Linked DNA regions of Oryza sativa: region 2 is linked to region 1. A link is a contact called in public HiCAR-type data. All regions are on one chromosome and are shown on one strand. The core of a region is the stretch at or near the end of the contact, and the rest is flanking DNA. Distances in the headings are between cores, read along the strand shown.

Region 1 (5,527 bases), core at 1,564-4,063:
ACCTCCGTGCCCTGGAAGTAGTTCATCGTCTCCTCGTCGTGCGTCGCCATGAGCCCGTCCTTCTTGAGCATCCCCACCGACGTCCGGTCGTCCCACACCAGCATCAGCACCCTCACGCCCTCGCCGGCCTTCTTCTTCAGCAGCTCGCCGAGCGTCACGCCGCCGCCGGGCTTCGGCCGGTCGGCGTCCCTGATCAGCGCGATCTCCGTGTACACCGACCAACCAGTGATATAGATAAAATGCCTCGCGCCATTGATGGCGTCGAAGATGTCCTCCCAGCACCGGTGCGGCTCGTAGCTCCGGCCGCCGTCGAGCGGGATCCGGGGGATGAACCCGTCGGGGACATGGGCGTCCTGGTACAACGTCACCTTGCATCCTTGCCGCTGCGAGAAGAAGGTGTAGGGCACGCCGGGGTACTTGCCGCTGCGGACGCCGCGGCCCCAGCTCCGATCCTTGGAGATGTCGAAGTACTGGAGCTTGACGTGGACCTTGCCGCCGCCGTCGCCGATGGGGGTGCGCGCGTCGGTGTCGTCGCAGAGGGGGAGCCAGCGGTCGACCTCGTCGCCGGCGAGGACGTCCCGGACGGGGAGGTAGCCGACGCCGAGGAGGGAGGCGCCGATGGGGTTCTTGGCCTTGAGGGTGAAGGCGACGTGGGTGGCGAGGTGGGCGCAGTAGACGTGGAAGGACTCGTACCAGCGCGGCGCGGCGGTGTCGTCGGCGAGCGTGCGGGTGCGGCCGACGCGGGCCTTGTCGAGGCCGATGGTGGCGTACACCTTGCTCGTCCCCTTGCCCACGCCCACCGTGTCCTCGATCCCCTCCACCAGCTGCGTCACATTCGCGCAAATGCAAATGCAGCTTCATCAGTACTCCTACAGTTTTCTAAATATTTGACGCCGTTGACTTTTTTAAATATGTTTTATAGTTTATCTTATTTAAAAAAATTAAGTAATTATTAATTCTTTTCCTATCACTTGATTCATTGTTAAATATAGTTATATATATGCATATAGTTTTACATATTTCATAAAAGTTTTTGAATAAGACGAACGGTCAAACATATGCTAAAAAGTCAATGGTGTCAAATATTTAGAAATGGAGGGAGTAACAGATTCTGAGTGAGGATATTTAAATTTGACCCTTTTTTTATATCTCAGTTTGTAAGTTGATTTTGTGAAGTGTTGTATATATGCTGTATGAATGTTGTCAAAAGAATTTTTCATAATTATTTGAATGGGTTTTTGACAAACAAGAGACATCATCTCGAGGGATCAAAAGAGTTTACCGAGGCAAAGCATTGCAAGCTATTTTTTGATTTGATTTGAAAAATATAAATTTCAACAAAACACTAGTACTCCCTCCGTCCCATCCCTCCGTCCCAAAAAAAGACAAACCCTGGTTTCCGTGCCCAATGTTTGACCGTTCGTCTTATTTGAAAAAATTATGAAAAAAATTAAAAAGACAAGTCACGCACAAAGTATTAATCATGTTTTATCATCTAACAATAATAAAAATAATAATTATAAAAAAATTTCATATAAGACGGACAGTCAAAGTTGGACACGCAAACCTAGGGTTTGCCTTTTTTTAGGACGGATGGAGTATGTTTGTAGACTAGCTCGTCCTATAGATTGAAAATGTATGCACATGATGATGCTACTGATGGTAATTTCAATATGATTATGACTCGAATATCGCCGCACACATTTCCATTGGATAGAAGAGAGAAGAGAGGATTAGCAAAAAAAAAAGGAATAGAATTGGACTGTAGCAAAAGGAGCAAATCACGTTCATGCATGAATGGATGGCAAGAACCACTTCCGGTTATGACTGTTAAAACAGGCACCAGCTAAAATCTAAATTATAAAACGTTGATTTCAGTTTTTATTCCATTATAGTCTATTTTCCAGCATTGCTTTCTAAAACACAAACAACACACATATATAAAATAAAATCATCACCATAAATTATATTCGGTTGCTTTCGCTCATTTTTCCATGACTTATCAGCCATGTCTCAAACGATCAGGGTAAAACACTAGACAACTCGTTCGTTGTACACGACTTGAAAGTTGAAATCAATACGGCAAATAATATACTCCCTCCTTACTTAAATATTTGACGCCGTTGACTTTTTTAAACATGTTTGACCATTCGTCATATTTCACAAAAGTTTTTTCAATAAGACGAACGGTCAAACATGTTTAAAAAAGTCAACGGCGTCAAACATTTAGGGATGGAGGAAGTATATACTGCATGGGAGATCTAAGTAAGTCCATGATGAAGGAACAAGCAAAGGACCTTGCGGAGGAACTGGGGCGCTTGGGAGCTTGGCCTGCTAGGGTTGGAGAGCGATTCCGCCTCGAAGATGGTGACGTGCATCGTCCCATGGAGCAGGATCTTCGCCATTGTTAGATTAAACTATCTATCCCTCAACACGATCTCGATGATCACCCCTGCACACATACAAAAAGGGAAATTGTGTTTACCATGATGCAAAATCTCATGCTCGATCATAGACAAGTTCATGGCTAGAATCTATACATAAATCCGTCAGATAAGAAAAAAAATAAAGATGATTAATTATCTGCAATGGCGAACGCACCGATTGATCGAACAGAAGGAGAAGGAACAGGGAGAGAAGAGGAGATAAGGAGGAAGAAGAGGAGGAAAGGACGGTGAATTAATTTAGGAATTTCTAGGGAAGGTGATCCGATCATCCGAAAATAGGAAGTCTAGTGTTGCAGCGGACGGCGGAGGCAACAGGGGAGCGGAGCAGCCGGGCATCCACCATCCATCCATCGCTGCATTTTTTTTTCTTTTTTTTGTCCCCGGTTGCGCCGCGCCAACGTGCTGACATGGAACATCAAGCCCTGGAGTTTGTCTCGCCGAGCATCACCAAAGGTCCTCCTATTTCATCCTCAAAACTGATTTGGAGAGATTTTAGTTAAAAAAAAACACTCCAACCCTGCTACCTTACATGATTTTTGGAGTGTACAATAATTTTTTCAACCATAGCACACCTTCTGCACTGTATCAAAAGATCGAAAACGGAAGAGTCCTCTTCTTCGAGAAGAGTTTTTCCCGCAGCAATGCCCAGACAAGCAAATAATACTAGCAAATTCGCAAAACAATATCATAGCAAACAATATGTGCGGGTTGGAATACTTGTACATAAGTAGTAGTATTAAAAACTTGCAACACGCGGAAGGACAAGGGCCTTTAGCCTAGTGGTTACAAGCCTCAATAGCACCTTAGGTCCTAGATTCAACTTTGCGAATTTTCTAATATTTAACGGCTTTGTGCTTTCAATGGTAGGCGACGTACTCGTCAACAGCGAGGTGCCTGTGGCAGGGTTTACATTACCGGTTGACCACTAAATTTCGAGTCCCATCGGTATCACAATTTTCGATAAATTTTAACTAAATTTAGACCAAATCTATTGTTTAACCTTCGAAATTCCAATTGAAACTTAATTCCGAGCCATGTCGAAACGTCGAAATTTCGCGGACATGTGTCAGTGTGCGTGTCCCCATGGGAGCGAATTTTCCAGGATTTAATGGACCTATGTGAGTGTGCGTGTCCCCATGTCTTCGAAGATGCTCATAGGGGTAGGGTGAGTATACATGCGTTGTGAGTGTATACGTGGTATTGTGTAGTTCTAAAAAAACTTGCAACACGTGATTTTTTTCCCTTTTTGCACAAATATCGATGTGTTCTAATGGTACAGAAATCAAAATTACGATGTAGACAATAAGGGCATGTTTAGATCCCCTGTCAAAATTTTTCACCCTGTCACATCGAATGTTTGGACACATGCATGTAGTATTAAATATAGGCTAAAAAATAATCAATTGCACAGATTGCAACTAATTTGCGAGACGAATCTTTTAAGCCTAATTGCTCCACGATCTGACAATGTGGTGCTACGGTAAATATTTGTTAATGACGGATTGATTAGGCTTAATAAATTCGTCTCGCAGTTTACAGGTGGAATCTGTAATTTGTTTTGTTATTAGTCTATATTTAATACTTCAAATGTGAGTCCGTATATCCGGTGTGACACGCCAAAATTTTTCACCGTTGGATCTAAACACAACCTAAGTTTGCAATGTAACTAGATGAACCCTGCATGTTGCTGCAGGAGTTTTGTACGATAATAGTAGAAATAACACGTTGGATAGCTAGATGACATAATTTTATATATTTTATATAATTTTCATATTTGATCAAAATTTTTTAAAAAATATAATGGTTTATAACAATTTAAATCATATATAGATTGACCATTTAAATTAATGTGAAACTAATGTGATGTGGCAGAAGGAAAATAAAGAAGATAATATAGATTATTCATCCAAAGTAATATGAATTCATAAGAGAAGAAAAGGAGAAAAATAATTCGAACCATAGATCAATCATCTAACGGCTAAAAAAATTAAGGTGATATGTCTTAATGAGATTAGAGAAATAGTATTAACCACACTTAGTGAGCATGATTTTATAGATACACAGGATTACCCACATTTGAAATTTCTTTTTTTTATAAAAATAAAACCCGAGACAAATTTTTAATAGTCTCGTTTATTATGTGCTACTACCGTGTGTAAATAGGGAGTATAAGGAAAGTAACATCTGTCATAAATTAGTAACAGCAGCGGGCATTTGGTCTAGTGGTATGATTCTCGCTTAGGGTGCGAGAGGTCCCGAGTTCAATTCTCGGAATGCCCCATTTTTTTTCCAGTTCTTTTTTTTTCTTAACCTGCACACTCCCGCTAACAGCAACGCGACACGCAAACTCGCCGCGCTGCTGCCACCGCGGCGCGCGCATCGAAACGGACGACCGCGACGCCCCCACCCCCAGTCTGCCACGCCGCAGATCGCCGGGGCCCCCGCACCTGCTGCACTGCACGTCGTCGTCCTCCTCCTCTTTGTCCTGTCGCCGAATATATCCTCACCGTGCCCATGCCCATCACGCATTCACGCCTCACGGAGTCAATAGCGTGAACAATGGTGTCCATGGCGCCTTCCTCCTCCGCCGCCGCCACCCGCCGCCTTCCCCTTCTTCTTCTCCTCGCCGCCGTCCTCCTTCTCCACCCATGCCACGCCGCCACGGTCCGTTCTTGCCTTCTTGCTCCCTCTCTCTCTCTCTCTCTCTCTCTCTCTGTCTGGTCGTCTGACGCGTGCGTGCGTGGGTGTTCGTTGCAGGAGGCGTCGGCGGCGGCGAGGCGGGAGTGCACGTACACGGTGCGGGTGAAGACGAGCTGCGCGTCGCCGGCGCGGACGGCGGACATTGTCAGCGTCGCGTTCGGGGACGCGTACCGGAACGAGGCGTACGGCGCGCGGCTGCCGGCGGGCGGGGCGTCGGGGGCGCTCGACCGGTGCGCCGTCGACGCGTTCCGCGTCGGCGGGCAGTGCGGGTACGGCGTCTGCTACCTCTACCTCCGCCGCGCCGGCCGCGACGGGTGGGCGCCGGAGTGGGTGCAGGTGTTCGAGCCTGGCGCCGCCGCCGGGGAGAAGCCGTCCACCTT
Region 2 (5,527 bases), core at 1,799-4,298, 310 kb after region 1:
CCATGACAGTAGAAGCTTACCTTCATTGCCCGCCTTTCTTTAACAAAGGAAGGTTGGATTTTGTCCTTCAGGTAATCTATTTTTTGAGCAAAGTAAAACTCTGGAGCTCGTGGTTCAATATTGTGCTTCTTGCAAAACGGAACCCACTTCCTAGCAAATTCTGCAGTTTCTGACAGAGCCTCAAAAGTTAACATAGCTGAACCATCGTCAGAAACATAGCATGACACTTTGTCAACAGGGTAATCCACAGCCAGAATGGACAAAACAGTGTTTGCTGTGATCAGAGGAGGTTCCTTTAGTGGATCCACCGTACTGACAAAGACATCAATGGGAGCAAGCTGTGATGGCTCTCCCTCCCTATCATATCTGCAACATTAGATTGGACGCCTCAGGACACAGAATATCAATGTAAGAGAGTTTCAGTGCCACGACCCTGAAAAAATGTATATCAAGTATCTCATCTTACCTCAATGCAAGCCTGTCAAGGTATGTTTCACGGTTTATCGGGTACCACTTTGGGAATTGATCTAGGAGCCAGGATAAGGCAAACCAAATTTCACAGATAACAGATACTAGCCACAATCCATAAGCATCCCGCACTGGATGAGTGACACGATATTGGAAGAAGAACATCAGGATGATAAGACGGAGAATGATAACAATCCGGTAAAGGTTGAGCTGGTTTGAAGGGATAGGCACTATGCGGCTCAGAGGTAGACGTGCATCATCAACCCTGTGAAAGACAATTACAGAAAGATCAATATACTTGAAGCAATATATACAATATACATCAAACTGCAGTAGTGGTAAAGCATAGTCAATGAAAATCTATATCCTGATCAAACTCAGAGGTATAAAACTATCTAATAAGTCATTGAATAACATGGAGAAAAGGGCATTCTAAGTGCTTGAGTGAGCTATCTTCAGTATATGCTGATATGATATACCTTCAGTCTGCGCATCATAAAGACCAAGTTTTTGGGTGTCTGATGTGAATTTCTATAATGCAAAAATAACTATCTAAATCCACTGCAAAGCAGCGTGTATAATATAAGGATAGGTTGTCCATACATTTGCATATCTTCACCATTTGAACCAGTCCCTTCCATGTCTCCCCCTCTTGCCTCTGGATATTTATTAGCTACCTGCATCATATTTTTGTCCTGCTTGTTCCTCCAGCTGGCAACTCTTTCTTGCCAGTCAACACTGTTAATCCCATAGGAATTCAAGTCCTTGGAGGGGTCCACAATCCTCACAGGAACTGGAATCATAATAGAGAAATGTTAGCACTTTCCAAACCAATGTTTTTCCCAAGGAGCAATTTATGATGAGTAAGAAAAGTACCTGGAACACTTGGATCAACATAGCTTGATGTTCCGCTGCGGATAGAATGGCGATCGGGGGAAGCATCAGGGATCTCTCCTGAGATCTGAATGAAAATATCAGTTTGTCAGTACCCAAGAGCACAGCATTCTTACAGAAACAAGTTCACTGATACAAGTGAGAACTTATATCATGTTAAACTGTACCTGTTGCCCACTTGTCAGACGGGGAATCCGATGTTGTTCGTGGCGAGAAGATGAAGACAGGTCAACATCTTCCCCCTGTCTCTGTATCTGCCACTCTGGACCTTTGCCATTGCCATGCTTATAATTGAATTCATTGTCCAGGTCATCAACATCTTCCTCCTCCTCATCGCCCTGAACTCTAGGGCTACCTGCATTTTGTCCAAGGCGGCAAAACAATCACAGTATACATCAATCATTTGTCTTTATGGAATAAAAGACAGAGTTGGTAGTCTAATTTTATATGTGGATACATAGATATGAAGCAAGAATCAAACATGAACTTAGTAATGATATATTATATGACATATAAATAATAGAACAGTTGTACAGAAACCAACCTTTGTGCCTCTTGTATCTAGTCTTGCACTGGGGGCAGCACTGGTTCCCTTCCTTGCGCTCGTACTCGTAGCAAGGGCGGCAGACCGGGAAGGCGCACTCATTGCAGGCAACAAAGACGTCGCCGGTGGCCGAGACGCCAACAGTGTCGCCACAAATCTGGCAGACCTGACCATTCACACTCTTCCCTGGCTTAGCCTGCATCAAGCAAGAAAACGACAGTTAGTACATGCCCAAACGGAACTACAGAACTATTAGTAATTAATCACTAACTAAAGAACCATCTGCTTCGCTTCAAGTCGAAACCAAGGTCCTAAAGCTAGAAATGGAGGAGCTCTACAAAAGCTGGGCATGAATTCCACAGTTCTAATGATTCAGCCTCTGCGTCATCAGTACTAACCAAGCTGAGATCTAACACATCAATGGCACCTCAAATGCTACCCGCGAAGCCTAGACTGGGGAATTCCGGGAGCTGCATTGCTCTAGCTAAATCCCTACAATTCCACAACCACCGGACATTTCCTCACATGAGGATTACTCACTAACAATTCCACACAGGAGGACACTACAATCGCCCGCGCCAAATGCACATAGGGAAAACTGCGGGGGAAAATCCCCGAGCCCAGCACAAAAAAACAAACGCAATTTTGCGGGGGATTCGATTCGAGAGATGCGCACCCAACACCACACTCACTCCCTCTCCCCTCACCCCAGATCCACCACCGACACGCTCTCATCTCGCTCGCTCATCGCACGCACGCACGTACCGGCGGTGGCGCGTCGCCGTCGGGGCGGATCATGACGAACTCGTTCCGGTTGCGGGATCCCGCCACCATCCCCGCGTTCGCCGCCATCCTCCTCCCCTTCCTCCTCCTCCTCCACTCACAGCGAGAAACGGCTACGCAGCTCGCAGATCCGCGCGCGCGCGGCAAGCCTAGATCGCGGCGGCCGCCGGCGACACCACCATTCGCCGCTCCGCCTCCAGATCTGCAGCGCCGCCTCCTCCACTCCCCTCCTCCTCTTCAGCTCGCGCTCCACTACTTCCTCTCGCCTCCTCGTCTTCTCTTCTTACATACGCGAGACACGCTCGGGTTGGTTTCGCTTCAGTTGGTGGGAGTCTCGCCACCGGCTACCGCCGGTCACCCGGCTCGCCTCCTGGCCGTCGGATGAGATGAGGGGGAGATATCTCGGCCGTCGGATGAGGGGTGGAGCTGGGCACAGGCTGTCACCCGCTGACGGGGTGGGCCCGGGTGACCGGCGGTAGCGGGTGGATCTGTCGGCGCCTCGGCGGTGGACGGGAATGCCCTCCTACCTGCCGCTACTCTTTTTTTTTTGTGGTGTTTTTTGGAGGTAGGAAAGGGGGAAAGAAATGTGGCATGTGCAGCAAGCGTGTAACATGTGAGTTGGCATCAAATCGATGGTGCTGTGATTGGTGGATCGAAATTATATGGTGAGAATTATTTGCATTGCCAAGCATTCTGTGATATTTGCAGGGAAGTTAATTCAATTCTTAATTATAAAAACATTGAGAACTTATGTTTCTCGAATAGCAGATGTAATTTGTGTATTGGTCTAGTTTTCTGCAATGTTTTTCCGTTCTAAACATGTTTTGTTTTAATTTGCCACAGTATATATAACACTTATTTTGCTGACGTGGACAAGAGAAAATAGTTGTTTCTTCATGGAGAAGATATACCTCGAGCACATGACAGGAAAATATGAGAAAAATTAAAGAGGAATAATATTAAGTGCAACATTGTTAGTTGTTTTGCATACCAGCTTTTAAGTAGTTTTCTCCTATATCATCAATAATATTACAAGTTTGAATATTCTCAATGCTTTGGATTGTCATTCTTAACCAAGGTTGATGCTAACTTAAGCTTGTGCATAATATAGACTTGGTGCATTATTTGAAAATGGAAAGAGGACCTGGTTAGGGGCTCGAGGATTGAAAAAAGAAGTGCATTATTCACATGATTAAAACTATTCCTCTTCTGATTTAGGGGTAAGCAATATCTTATATTAATTTGTTTGCACTCCCTGAATCGATTAATAAATCTTTTATAGAACCTGCTGTGCTTAGAGTACCTAACACTCCTCCCAGGAAACTAATTTTCTTCTTGCCGTTTCATCGACCGACAAATGCAACGTTTTGGCACACATCATTACGGTTTTCCACCTTACCTTGGGATTTATAACAAACAACAAGATTGTAGTTCTTTTTACTTATTTACACCATAAGCGTATAGTACATGCTATGCAATTTTTATTTAAATTTACAGCAACTAATATATAAAATCACTAAAATAAAAGTCCCTGGCTCTCTTTACTCCACATCCCATATAGATAGCTACTGAACTCCCCTTTGTTTTCATCATTGCACCTCAAAGATTCACAAACTGAACATAATTAATTTGTGATGCCAGATGTAGATTAATTAAGCATGCATTAAGAGGAAAAAAAATCAGACCAGATTATAGGGAGCCTGTCACTCCAAAGTTAACAAGAACAAATGAGATGTGCTGACTTGTGCTTTGCAATAAGCACACTGTCAGGTAAACCGTTCTTGTCCCAATAATGGCGGTTGGGCTGCCACTGTCCTGCCCGTCGGTGGCCTCTTTTCTTTATTGTTACTTGCAATAATCACTAATATATATTTTTTCTCCTTCTCTCTCTCTGTAATCTCTCCTAGTTTCTTTTTGTTCCTCTAACCAAATTGGAATCTTCACATCGCATGCATGGAAAATGATTTGCCATCGGCTTGATGGTGCTGCTGTATTTCTGTTACACTGTTCGACACGAAAACTTCAGTTTGGTTTGGTACTGTTGTTGTTCATCATAAACCCTCACTTATTTTACTTCTTTTTTAAAAAAATAATAAAAATGGGTTACATCTCCGGCCTCTGTCCATAGGCATACAGCTAAAAAATACATCTCACTTATTTTACTTCTAGGATGCAGTAACAAATACATAGTAGAAAGTGTTTTTTTTTAAAAAAAAAAACTAGTTGCAAGCCATGTAGCAGTGAAGTCAAAGAAACTGACTAAACATGACAAAAAAATTTCTCTTAACTTGCTAAAATCTATCTGGTGATTTGTGAGGAACAGCATGGAGGTTCAGGCTCTACTTTGTCTGCCTCTTTTGCCCTTGATTACAACAGTGGTACTACGTACTGTAGTGGCTGGGATTATGCTGCAACAACTAATTGAAGTATTAAAACGAGTGTTGCTCTTGCCTGCAGCCTGGTTGATGGTCTAGTCTAATTAACCCGTGGATTAGTATTAGTCCTGTCGATTATTAGCTGTCTTGAGGCCAGGGGCAGCAACCACCGCTGGTGACGCTAACGTGTCTCTGCACCGCTGGTCACATGCGAAGTTGGGGCAAAAAAAAAAAAAATCAAGGGCAGAAACGCAACGTGGGGGAATATTCAGAGTTGTCTCGTGTACGTACTCTACTACTCTCTGAAGAACAGAACTGGACAGTGTACAGAACGGTCAGCATCCAGTTAAGTTAACTGTTTGTACGCAGAACTGAAGAGGAATTTCTTCGAGCATGTTGCTGTAACTAATTCTTGCGTGTGTATCCCCAGAGATCTGTGTATTTTTGTTTAGAAGAAGAATAA

The links. HiCAR-type assays count read pairs that join an accessible place to other places.
Region 2: a contact with region 1 is called in a HiCAR-type map of leaf, with 2.5 times the contacts expected there. The contact joins the promoter of LOC4337958 here to the promoter of LOC4337942 in region 1. A contact is called at or near these places in 1 of 15 Hi-C or Micro-C datasets (an unstated tissue) and 1 of 4 datasets of contacts at active chromatin or transcription factors (leaf).

Annotation. Positions count from the first base shown.
Region 1 is chr5:4,276,619-4,282,145 of ASM3414082v1, forward strand. It overlaps LOC4337942 (phospholipase D alpha 1-like), which reads right to left and starts at 2,814. Exons shown (of 4, transcript XM_015784677.3): 1 at 2,602-2,814; 2 at 2,298-2,452; 3 at 1-824. The coding sequence starts at 2,405. LOC4337944 (embryo-specific protein ATS3B) reads left to right here and starts at 4,786. Exons shown (of 2, transcript XM_015783364.3): 1 at 4,786-5,111; 2 at 5,205-5,527. The coding sequence starts at 5,007. It overlaps TRNAP-AGG (transfer RNA proline (anticodon AGG)), which reads left to right and starts at 4,656; the gene lies at 4,656-4,727.
Region 2 is chr5:4,587,446-4,592,972 of ASM3414082v1, forward strand. It overlaps LOC4337958 (probable cellulose synthase A catalytic subunit 1 [UDP-forming]), which reads right to left and starts at 3,049. Exons shown (of 14, transcript NM_001402501.1): 1 at 2,672-3,049; 2 at 1,907-2,102; 3 at 1,530-1,717; 4 at 1,345-1,429; 5 at 1,072-1,261; 6 at 467-733; 7 at 21-366. The coding sequence starts at 2,758.